Linked DNA regions of Rattus norvegicus: region 2 is linked to region 1. The links are chromatin contacts, called in public Hi-C maps. All regions are on one chromosome and are shown on one strand. Each heading gives the region's core, a stretch centred on a gene start, on an enhancer-like site or on the middle of the called end of the contact. The rest is flanking DNA. Distances are from core to core; before and after follow the strand shown.

Evidence for each region. A called contact is a pair of places that touch in the nucleus more often than the background predicts.
Region 2: a contact with region 1 is called in a Hi-C map of prefrontal cortex, with 2.4 times the contacts expected there. The contact joins the promoter of Adgrl3 here to the enhancer-like site in region 1. A contact is called at or near these places in 2 of 12 Hi-C or Micro-C datasets (Schwann cells and prefrontal cortex) and 1 of 1 datasets of contacts at active chromatin or transcription factors (oligodendrocytes).

What each region holds. Positions count from the first base shown.
Region 1 is chr14:27,123,655-27,129,438 of GRCr8, reverse strand. All of the region lies in intron 5 of Adgrl3 (adhesion G protein-coupled receptor L3), which reads left to right. Among named protein-coding and RNA genes, the nearest start is that of Adgrl3, 330 kb to the left of the region's middle. Within about 2 kb of position 2,713, at least 26 of the 93 cell types and tissues checked have an H3K27ac peak or open chromatin away from gene starts, as enhancers often do. A contact at or near this core is called in Schwann cells and prefrontal cortex, where this site is marked.
Region 2 is chr14:27,454,778-27,460,178 of GRCr8, reverse strand. Adgrl3 (adhesion G protein-coupled receptor L3) reads left to right here and starts at 2,075. Exons shown (of 28, transcript NM_130822.2): 1 at 2,075-2,188.

The DNA.
Region 1 (5,784 bases), core at 1,464-3,963:
AATATGTCATTGACTCACAGACCTCAGGCACCAGGAATTGCTCACGTCCATAGATTCACAATGTAGTTTTAGTGAAAATAGAAGTAAAAGTCGATAACCCATTTATTATCAATGTATGCTCCTAGAGCACTGGGCATTTTAATGATGGGCACTGCAGCTCCAGTGGATAGAGCTGCCTTTCAGTGGCATTTATAAGTCATTAGTAATGTAAAATTATCCAGCAGGCTGACTGCTTGTCTTTCACTCTTTAATGCTAAAGTGCCTTAGGTCCCCAGAGTCACAATTAATAAGAGCACTCAAAAATAACCTTAGGAATCTCCCACAGGGTGTGGTTTTGTTACAATGGAAGTTTGCCCTTGGGCTCCTTGGCTAAAGAATATACCTCATGTTTTATTGGATGTGAGGGTTCATCCAACAGGAGATTCTTTTTTTTAATTTCTCTTTGACATTCTTACGTGCGCATGTTGACTTAACTTCTACCATATAGTATCCCAAATTCCTTACTATAAGGTTTGATAACATCCTTCTTGAATGGAGGTTTTATAGAATTCTACTTTAAAACATTTGTCTGCTGAAAAGCTGGGTGATGGTGGTGGTGCACGCCTTTCATCCCAGCACTCAGGAGGCAGAAGCTGGCAGGTCTGAGGCCAAGGCCAGCCTTGTCTATAGAGTGGCAGCAAGGGTTACGCAGATAAACCCTGTCTTAAGAAAGAAAGAAAGAAAGAAAGAAAGAAAGAAAGAAAGAAAGAAAGAAAGAAAGAAAGAAGGGAAGGAAGGAAGGAAGGAAGGAAGAAACAAACAAAGAAACAAACAAAGAAAGAAACAAACAAACAAACTGCTGCCCGGCCACTTTCCTTATTGAATTTTTTTACTGTGCATTTTAGGGGGCCAGAAAAATGATACTTTGGAATTGCTATTTGGTAAAACACTAATGTAAAATTAATTATTTTGCCCTCTGTCTTTTACTAAAGAGATAAAATTTAATAGACCGTCTTCTCTTTTGTAGAGAGCTACCTACTTTTTATTCTATCTCACTATTTCTTATCACCTAACCTCCTATCTGTCTATACATATCATCCACTTATTATCCATCTATCTATCTATCTATCTATTTATCTATCTATCTATCTATCTATCTATCTATCTATCTATCTATCCATCCATCATCTATCTATCACCATCATTTATCTACATTCATATCTCCTGCCTTTAAAATAGTTGGGCACCCATCATGGTGATTACTCAGTTGTTTTTCTCCGAGTCTCTGAGGATTCCTACAATGGGTCTACTTTACTTTAAAGAGGGCCCTTATTAAGCTGCTGGCAGAAACCGGCACCACTTCCTCCCAAGAATATATCTATTGTATCCAAATCTATTTTCGTGTTCCAAAATGCTGTTAAACAATGGTCCTAGGACTTGAACTTTCCTTTTTTTTGCTCTGTTGGTGAATGGGAGATTATACAACTGTTGCCTCAAGAAGGGAAAGAGAACACTGTGTGTAAAATCATTTTAATAAGGATTAATGAGAATAATTCTGAGCAGGGGTATTGGTGCAGAACGAGAGCTTAGTCATACTTGAGGATTATGAATTTCATCACATATTGTTCTACGTAAGGATAAATGAGTTTATATAACACACTTAGCACTGTGCTTGGTCCCAAGTAAGCACTTAGCTGGGGTAGCTACTTAATTATTGCTGTCAACACCGCCAATATCCCCAGCCCTTGCCGCCCCCTCACCCCATCGCATTCCAGCCTTTGTGGTCTGAGCAGTCAATGAACTGATTTATTTGCAGAGAGATGACTCAGTGCTTATAAACTGTATTTCCATCCCTGTTCACTTTTGTCTGGTGAGTCGGATGGCTTTATTCGGTTGTCCGTCATCTGCCAGTGGGAGCTGCCTTTGTTTGTGGCCTTGGTGGATAGTTAAATAAAAATTAGGGAAATGGAAAAGTTTAAAAATAAAAGCTTGGATTGCACCCACCGTACCACTGAGTATGATTAGGCTGAATTTGGCTCGTACGTGTTCGCTAATAGTCAGCGAGTCTGACACACTGGCAGTCGCTCTCCCCAGCACACATGTTCATGCTTTATAATATTTTGCACTTAGAGTGTTGACATATTTGTTGTGTGTTACTTTGTTTCCTGCCAGTGCCATAGAGAGGAAAGTGTTACTCAAAATGTAGGAAACAAGAAAATCAAGAATAAAATATTTGTACCTATGTGCCTTATTTGTTTGCATTCTTGTCAGGGTGAACATTTTTTTGTCTGGTGTCATATATGAATATATATGAGTATATTACACATATATAATCTTATAAGACAAAAAATTTACTTTGTGAGCTAGTAATATGGCTTACCAGGAAAACCGATCTTTATGTACAAATGAGGAGACTTCATTTTGATAGCTGGTGACCTGAGCTTGACCCACCTAAAAAGGCAGCAGAGAGCTGCTCGACAGAGTTGCCATGTGATCTCGACTCTCAGGTTGCGGTATATGGAGGTGCCCACAATACAATAGCGTAAATAAAATTCTAGAAGCAATATTGAACAATCGAATCTGACACCTGATACTCCCTGAATGTCCCTTTTCTTTAATAATGGCCATGTCGTCAGGGCATTTTCTTCTTTGCTTTTGATCTGTAGCCACCCTCTGCTGAGTCATATGATGAGATTCTGGTAGCAACATTTCCAGAAGCGCTTACTGACTCACTGCCTACGAAGGAAGCCGTTCCAATGTTGTTAGTCCCCACGTAACCAGGCAGCATGAGGAAACCTTCCCAGCCTCTTCCATGAGTCCTATCATGGTACCGAACTAGAACACTCCCATTAGTCACTTGAGTGAAACACAGTAGAAAGAGAAACCCGGGAACAATGCTGGGTTGCACCTTTTGTCAGTTTTTAAACTCGGAGTTACTAACTCGCTGGATTTATGCAATTAAGAACAAATTCACGAGATAACTCATGCTGGCCACAATGGCTAATGAAGCACACCTCTCCACTTTGGAAAGTAATGCTTGAATACAAGACATTTTTTCTGACAGGAAAAAAAAAAGCTCATTTCTGTTCATCTGTCATCACTTTAAAGTGCTATTTTAAAATAATTCAAAAGGCTGGATTCTATTCCTCATCCTATGACACAAGAACACTGTTGAGAAAACAGCATGTGTTCTGGAGGAGGACAGACCTTTAATTCATCAAGATGTAACTATTCATATTGTGTCTCCTTCCTAATCTCGTTCCAGCTCTAGACATGTTACCAGTAACAGGTTTCCTAACCTGTCTTATTTTCCACAGGAATTAATGTATGTAACGTACTGATTTAAAACAACAAACAAACAAAATTCAAATGGCTAAGGAAGTAGAGGAGAGAGGAGAGAGGTGAGAGCAGAGAGGAGAGAAGAGAGTGGGGAAAGAGGAGAGAGGAGAGGGGGGAGAAGAGAGTGGGGGAAGAGGAGAGAGGAGAGAGGTGAGAGCAGAGAGGAGAGAAGAGAGTGGGGAAAGGAGAGAGGAGAGGGGGGAGAAGAGAGTGGGGGAAGAGGAGAGAGGAGAGAGGAGAGTGGGGAGAAGAGAGTGGGGAAAGAGGAGAGAGGAGAGGGGGATAGCAGAGAGGAGAGAAGAGAGTGGGGAGAGGAGAGAGGAGAGTGGGGAGAAGAGAGTAGAGAGAGGAGAGAGGTCAGAGCAGAGAGCAGAGAGAAAAGAGGAGAGAGGAGAGTGGGGAGAGAGGAGAGAGGAGAGAGGAGAGAGGAGAGAGGAGAGAGGAGAGAGGAGAGAGGAGAGGGGGAAGAGACGAGAGAGGGAACATCTCTTCATCAGTTTGACCTACTAACTTCATTTGTCATCTTGAATAGAAGCCATATTCTCCTGAAGGAATATTAGCCATCATTTTAGAGAACAAGTATTCTCCGCATATTTTTCTCTTCCTCATGAAACACAGTTTTCCAAATCTGCCTCATAAATATTTGTAAGTTACTACCAAGAAATCTTAGGGAAAAATACTAACCCAAATTATTATTTTAGTTCTCAATGAAATTGAGTTCAGAAGTTGTCTTTAGCTCGAAGATCAACTTCAGTCACTCCTCAATAAATTTCTTTTTATTTTGTCATATCATGTAATTATTGTTGGCTAGTTTTGTCAAATCCATATTTTCCATCCTTATGTATAATTAAATATAACGTTCCAACTCAGCATAGGGTGCTTTGAAGTCATCTTAAAATTTATATTTAATGATGCACTGTTTTTGACACCACTGATTCTGTTATAAGAAAATTAATCTCGTTGAAGGGACAAAAAAAGTGGAATTGGAATAGAAATACCAGTCTGTAGGACTTGGATATATCAATTTGTGTTTAATGTCTCTGATGCTTTGGATTGAAGGGCCTATTAATGGAGATTAAGTATGTTATTCTCTAAAACAGCCTTCCTCTGTCATTTCCTTGTGCTTCCATGGATCTCCGGACTGTGTGTTCTAAGGATTTATGATTTCAAATTTGTGCCTGTGAGAAGTCTAAGGCTATTTTGATCTTAGGATGGGGCCATGCAAGAATTTGCTCAGATCTTAGCATCATGGGAGATTATTAACTTCTTAGGGCTGGTGGGCAGTTTAAACACAGAATTTATTACTCTCCAGCTCTGAAAATATGAGAGGAAGGTGTCTGGTGGATTCCTGCTCAAGCCTGGGAAGCCTCCAGCCTTCATTCTGTGGTGTTTTCTCTCTGTGTGTGCCCAGATTTTCCCTGTATGTGAACAAGTGGATCACACTACTGTTATCATTTTAACTGTTATACTCCCCAAAGACCTGTTTCTAAATAAGATCTCATTTTGAGGTAAGAGGGCTTAGGATTCGATATACATGTTTGAAGAATGAGGATTCAACATGTGGTAGGAAAGGTGTGGTTTTAATAAATATCTGAAATAATCTTTTTTTCACTTCTTATCTAGAAGGTACATAGATCTTTACTTGGCTCTTAATTTTATCTTCTGTTTAATATATATATATATATATATATATACATACACACACACACACACATATATATATATATATATATATATATATATATAAATTAATATATAAACCTGGCACTAGGGCATACTAAAGGTGATGTTATTTCTGATCTACATTCCACCACTTGTTTCTGGGTATTTTTTTCAGGTCCTAGGTATTGAACTTAGGGCCTTGCGAATGCAAAGCAGGTGACATAACTTCGAGCCTTATCACCAGACCTAAGTTATTCTCCATATAGACTTTGTATTGTTATTCGTTAAAAGAACTTGCACCTATTTGGGGGAGGGAGTAGCTTTTGGTCTAGCCTTGAGAGTGCTACTGCTTGTAAGAAAACTGACATAGTAGTAAAAGCTAAAATTATGAATTGAAGATGACAGCTATGTGAGAACATTTTCGTCAACTTGCCATTTTCATGTAGTAATTTAGCAATCTTCTACGATGTTTATTATCATTAAGAGTACTTATATGCTCATTTTACTGTTCACCATGTCTATTATGAAGGGAATATTTTCAGTGTTTTTTCTTTCAACAAAAATTTAATCTATTTGTTCTACTCAAATATGACATCACAACCTATGAGACATAGAACTACCCGTGTTGTGTCATCAATCACTTTCAACTTGAGACTCTGAGTTTAAGGATGGTATTAATCACTTCCGTCCTTCACTCTCCACATTTCATGATAAGGAAATAGATTTCTAAAGCAGGAAAGAAATTACCAAACACTGGGTAATTACTTGAAATTGCAGGACAAGAAGCTAGGTGTCATGGAATAA
Region 2 (5,401 bases), core at 826-3,325, 330 kb before region 1:
CCGGAGGGGGGGGGATGTACTTTCGATTTTGCAATGAACTTGTACACTGAGGTAAGTTTCAAGAAACATAAAATGCACCCAAAGGCAGGCAATGCTTTAGAAGTCAGCTCCCGCATAAAGAACACGTGGAGTAATCTGCACCTGAAAAAAAAAAGAAAAAAGACACTGGCAGAACTCCCAGCCTGGTACCTCATTCACCTACAGGAGAGTGGGGGAGGAGAACCAGAGGGAGGCAGGGAGAGTGAAGAGATTGAGTGCAGAGAGAAGGGGTGGTGGGGGTGAGTGGAAAGGGAGAGCGGATAAAGAGAGAGGAAACCAGAGGAGAGAGGAGAGAGAGAAAGAGATAAAGGCATGCTCCTACCCAGGAGAGAGGTACCCTTTGTCTGACAAACCCTGCAAGGGAAGCCTCCCTTAGCCGCCCCGCGCTTCCCATCTCCAAGATTCTGCGGAGCGGCTAGGTGGAGCCCGCGCCCGCGGAGCCCTCGCGGACTCCAGATCCGGGTTTTGCTAGCCGCCCCTTTCCCGGCCTGGAGCCCCCCTCCCCGGTCCTGGGAGCCCTCCTGCCCGTCACCCCGCCGGTGGCTCACTCCGGCCTCGGCTGCCTTGGCCGCTGTGCGCACGCTGCCTGTCTGCGGGCGCGATCGCCCCCTCCGCTCGCTCGGCCCGCTGCGCTCGCTCCAGTTCCCAGGAGCGGAGATGCAGATGGCACGGCAGGGCCGGGAGGGCGAAGCCGCCACCGCTACCTCTGCCGCCGCCGCCGCCGCCGCCGCCGCTGGCATCTCGCGGACTGCGCGCTGCCTCCGCTCCCGCAGCTGCTGCTGCTGCTGCCGCCGCCACCGCCTGTGACTCGCCCCCCCTCCCCTTTCTTTCTTCTCTCTCTTTTATTTATTTATTTATTTCCTTGGCCTCGGTCCTCTTCCTCCGGGTGTGCGCGCTCGGGCTCCACGGTGTGCTGTGGCAGGAGCTCGCCCGTGTGTGTGTGCGCGCGGGGAAGAGCGTGTGCGTGTCTGGAGGGCGCCCCGAGCCCCAGTGGCTCCGGTGGGGGAGTCAAGAAGAGGAAAAAAAAATAAAATAAAAAAAAAAAAAAGAGGACTGAAGCCGGCGGCCGAGGAGGTTGGCAGTGGCGGCGTCGGCTCGGAGCCCGGGCTGGGCGATGAAGCTCCCGTATGCCCGAAGCTACCCGGCACGGCCGGCGAGCTGATCCGCGACCACCGAAGCTCGGGGCTCGCCACCCGCGGCAGGCACGCAGCCCTCGGCGGCCCGGCGCCCGCTCTGCCGGCGCGTCCACGCCGTACACCCGGCAAGGAGTTTGCGCGGCTCGCGCCTGGGCTCTCGGAGCGGGTTGCGGGCGGCAGAGCGGACCCTCTACTGCCGGAGCACCTCGGGGGCAGCAGGAGGAGGACGGCGAGGAGGGCTGGGCGGAGAAGCTACTACTGGTCCTCGCGGCTGCCCCTACCTATCCCCTCCCTCCCGCTCGGAGGCGGAAAGGGGAGGACGAGGAAGAAGAAGAAAAAGAAAGAGAAGGGGGGTGGGGTGGGAGAACTGGATATAAAGATCGGCTGCGGGGGGGGGATGGTGGAAGATTTTTGGTCTCCTCAGCAGCGGCTTTTCTTGCGGCGGCGGCGGCGGCGGCGGCTGCAGGAGGAGGGAAAGCAGCTCTAGCTATGACTGCCGCATGTTAATAGCTCCCGCTTGGGTCCACCGGCTGCAGCGAGAGACACAGCCTGACTCCGAAGTTGTGCAACTGTGCCCTGAGAGAGACATTTGAACCCTCCTTCTCTTTGCTCCGCTTTTGCCCCCTGGGGCGTGTGAAGCGAGGAAACGTACAGGAAGACTTGCTTTGGCTTTCCCGGCTTCCCCTTTCTCCATGGCTGTGTAGAAGAAGAAAGGAAAAGAGACACTTTTTGTTGTTTCTTTGACTGGGGTCTCCACCCTCCTGTCGTCTCTGCGTTTTGATTATCATTCGTTGCTTGGTGTGACTGGGGTATCTACAGTGGGACAGGTCCATCTTTTTTTCTGTTTTCTTTTTCTTTCTTTCTTCTTCTTTTTTTTATTTCTTCTTCTTCTTCTTCTTTTTTTTTTTTTTTTTTTGCCCCGGGGCTCAATGGATGGATTGTGGAAAACTGCACCGGGTTGCAGGTTGTTGAGCAACTGATGGGACCATCTCAGGGACCAGCGGTTACGAAAGGTAATTTATTCCTTGCACTCTTCATAATTGTGGTCGCCCTGGTCGGGCGCAGGCGGAGGCATCCGATGGGCGGGCAACCGAGGGGGTGCGGGGTTCACGTACACTCACCCTTCCACTCACACATTCGCCTTCGCACACTCGCCCTCATGCGCACACTCATCTGATCGTGATGCGGGGCGGGAAGGGAGCCTCCTGGCTGGTGGGCGCTGGGGTTTGGCATGGGTTCGAGGTTCTATCAGCTACTGGGCGACCCGGTGACACAGGGAGATGTAGAGGAGAGGAGAACCCGCGTTCTGTCAGTCGCGCAAGCTGGGTGACAGGGACGAATCCCACCCCGCGCATTTTCCCTCCCCTGTCACCCCAATGCTGTCCTTTGGTCGGGGCAGAAGCAGCCGAGGGGGCGCCTTTCCTCAGCTAGGCTGGAGCAACACTGGACGTGGGAACGGGTTGGAGGATGAACAGGGACCGGGTGAGGAGCGCAGTTCGGGGGTGATGGCGAATGTGGGGTGGTGAGCCTGGCATGATCCTCCCTGGACGCCTGCCTTAGAGCATCCAAGGTGGCTGAGATTGTCCAGGTCGTGCCCCTGAGAAGTGGAACCGTGTTGCCTCCAGACATCTCTCATAGCCGGGCAGTTTTATTTAGACCGGAGTGCCTAGGCTTTGTTGAGCGATTTTAGCTGGAGAAAGCTGTCACTTTCGTGGGTGTCACGGGGTTGAGCTGTGCCGGGAGAGAGCACCCAGTGTAGAAAGGATGTTCAATGGGGTCGGGCGGCCGCAGCGCCAGGGTGCGGTGGGCAGAGCAGTGGTGGCCCTGGTGGCGGGTTACAGGTAGGCGAGCTGGCACCTGGGTGCTTCTCTTGGGAGATGGACAGTCTCTGGGCTGAAGTGAAGCGCAAGGACCAGCACTAGACAGCCTCTAGTCCCTGCCGAGAGGAGGCTGCTGAGCATGCCAGACGTCCAGCAGTGCAGCCCTGTGTTTGTAGGGGAAGCTGGCCAGTGGTCCGCGAGCGTGTTATCTGAGTGTCTAGGATCCTGCGCGTTTAGGGTGGCGGGGAGACCTGTGCAGGGATAGGGGAGCTCTTTGAGAGAAGCTTGTTCATAGAAATCGCTTGGGATCTGCTTAGCTGGAAAATCTGGTTTGAGGAGGCCCCAAGGGCCCCCAGTGGGGTTGTGAGGAAGCTGGCGGCAGGTTCCCTCTCCCCTGGAGATCTATGCAATGTTTGGAGTCGCTGGTGCAGCGCTCCACGTATCCCAAATTGGCCTTGATTGGACCTGCTAGAGCAGTCACCTCTCGCAGATTTGCGGTAATCAAGTGTAGCCCGCAGAAACCTTGGTCTCTGGAATGATCTGGCCACATTCTTCGCCCGAATAGAAACGTGTGTTGCTTTTATCGATAGCCAGTGAGTTGGGCAAACTGGAGGCTTGGGAGCCACCTCCCAAGTGTCTCCTCCCTGAGGCTCCCATGGCCCCTGACTGCAGTAGTTAGAGAGAGAACATTGTAAACAACAGTGTAAGCATCTTTGCCACTGTCTTCCTCAGAGCTGAACCTGCTGGTGTCTGTTGTGTTTACTTTCCTGGGTGGATTACTCATTAGGAAGTGTAAGGGCTGCTTGCACCTCTGATTTTATATCCTTGCAGCCAGCTGCCAGAGAAAGAAGACACATAGACTCTGGCGGAAGGGGAAAAAAATGCCTTCTGTGTTTTGCTCTGAAGTAAATAGGAGGTCTGCTAATTTTAGTGTCATATGGTCTTGTCATCGCTAGTTAGAGAATGGTGTCGTAGAATCTGCAAGGGATCACTTTAGTGATTTTTTTTTTTTTTGCATTTGGAAAGTCAGCTGCATTTGTCTATGAGATAACAGAGGTTAGGAAGCTCCCTAATTCATTTTTCAGTCTATAATGTACTAAGTGGTCAGCAGTTCTCGCACTCAATTTGTCTGTATGCGCACTACACGTAAAATTGCCAGTTGTTTTCCAGTGTCACCCAAAGAGGATCATTTGTGTAGGAAACAAGAGGATGTTTATGCTGAAATCCCTTCCTTCAGTTGTTTTGTTTTGTGTTTTTTCTCCTTTTAGCAGTGAAGGAACGCGTAACAGATGTACAGAGATAAACACTTCTTAATAAACTTATGCTTGCAAAGATAACTCTTGAAAAATACAATAAGTAAAATATATTGCAATACTTAGTTGTATATTACTTCTGACTACTTTGATGTCTGTGCAAAGTGGGTAGGTTCTAGTTAACTTAAAAACATGTTTTTGTAGAAGTGTCCTTTATTTTTAAGTGTACTTTTATTAAGGTTCTGACCATAAGACATAGGTTACAAAGGACAAGTACTGGATCATTCACTCATGCCTAATTTTGATTAAGTTATACTTTATAAAATATTTATAGGAGATATTATACATGACCATGACCATTATAAAAAAAAAACAACTTAGATTTATGATTTCGCCCCTAGAGTCTTGCTTCCTATGGTTTTTTTTTTTCTTCCTTTCTGGGGGGTTTCTGTGAAAGTTTCTGTACTTGCAAACATTTCTGAGGATGGTAGAATACTTCCTCTCTACTTTTAGCAGTTTGCAACCCAGTGATTTACAGTCTTTACCCTGGAAGATACCATCAGATCTGTTCTGTTTCCTAGCAGCGTGCGTTTCCTAGCAATCGTGCATTCCACAGGTCCTGATGTCTGTCAATGTATTGCGCTGTCTTTAACCAAAGGTGCACATGTCAAGAGCATTTGCATGCCATTCCTTAGCACTTGTCTCCACCAAACATCCAGTAATCTGTTCCTCTGGAGTCTGTGGTGTATGGCGGAGTGGGCTCCATTCACTTACCCAGAGTAGAGTACAAAGGTTTATGTGAACTATTTGATTTCTTGAGATGGAGATGATGGGCTATATCAGGGATCTTTGGCCAGAAGAGTGATAAGCCAGCCTGTGATTTATCAGCTTGGAAAATGCTTTTGCTGTCTCCGTTTCAGTAGCTCAGTATGAAGATCACGCCTCACATTGAAAACCCTGCTTAAAAATATGAATGGGAGGTCATTCTGAAATCGCTTTCTTAATATTCTCCATGCAGTTTGCAGATCCCGCCTCCCACACCCTTTGAGGGAATCATGGTCAGTGTGGGACTTACTGGCTCCAGCTATGGGGCCTGGCATTGATTCTAGTATCCAGCAACAGGCAACATTTTTATGGACTTGATTTACCTTCG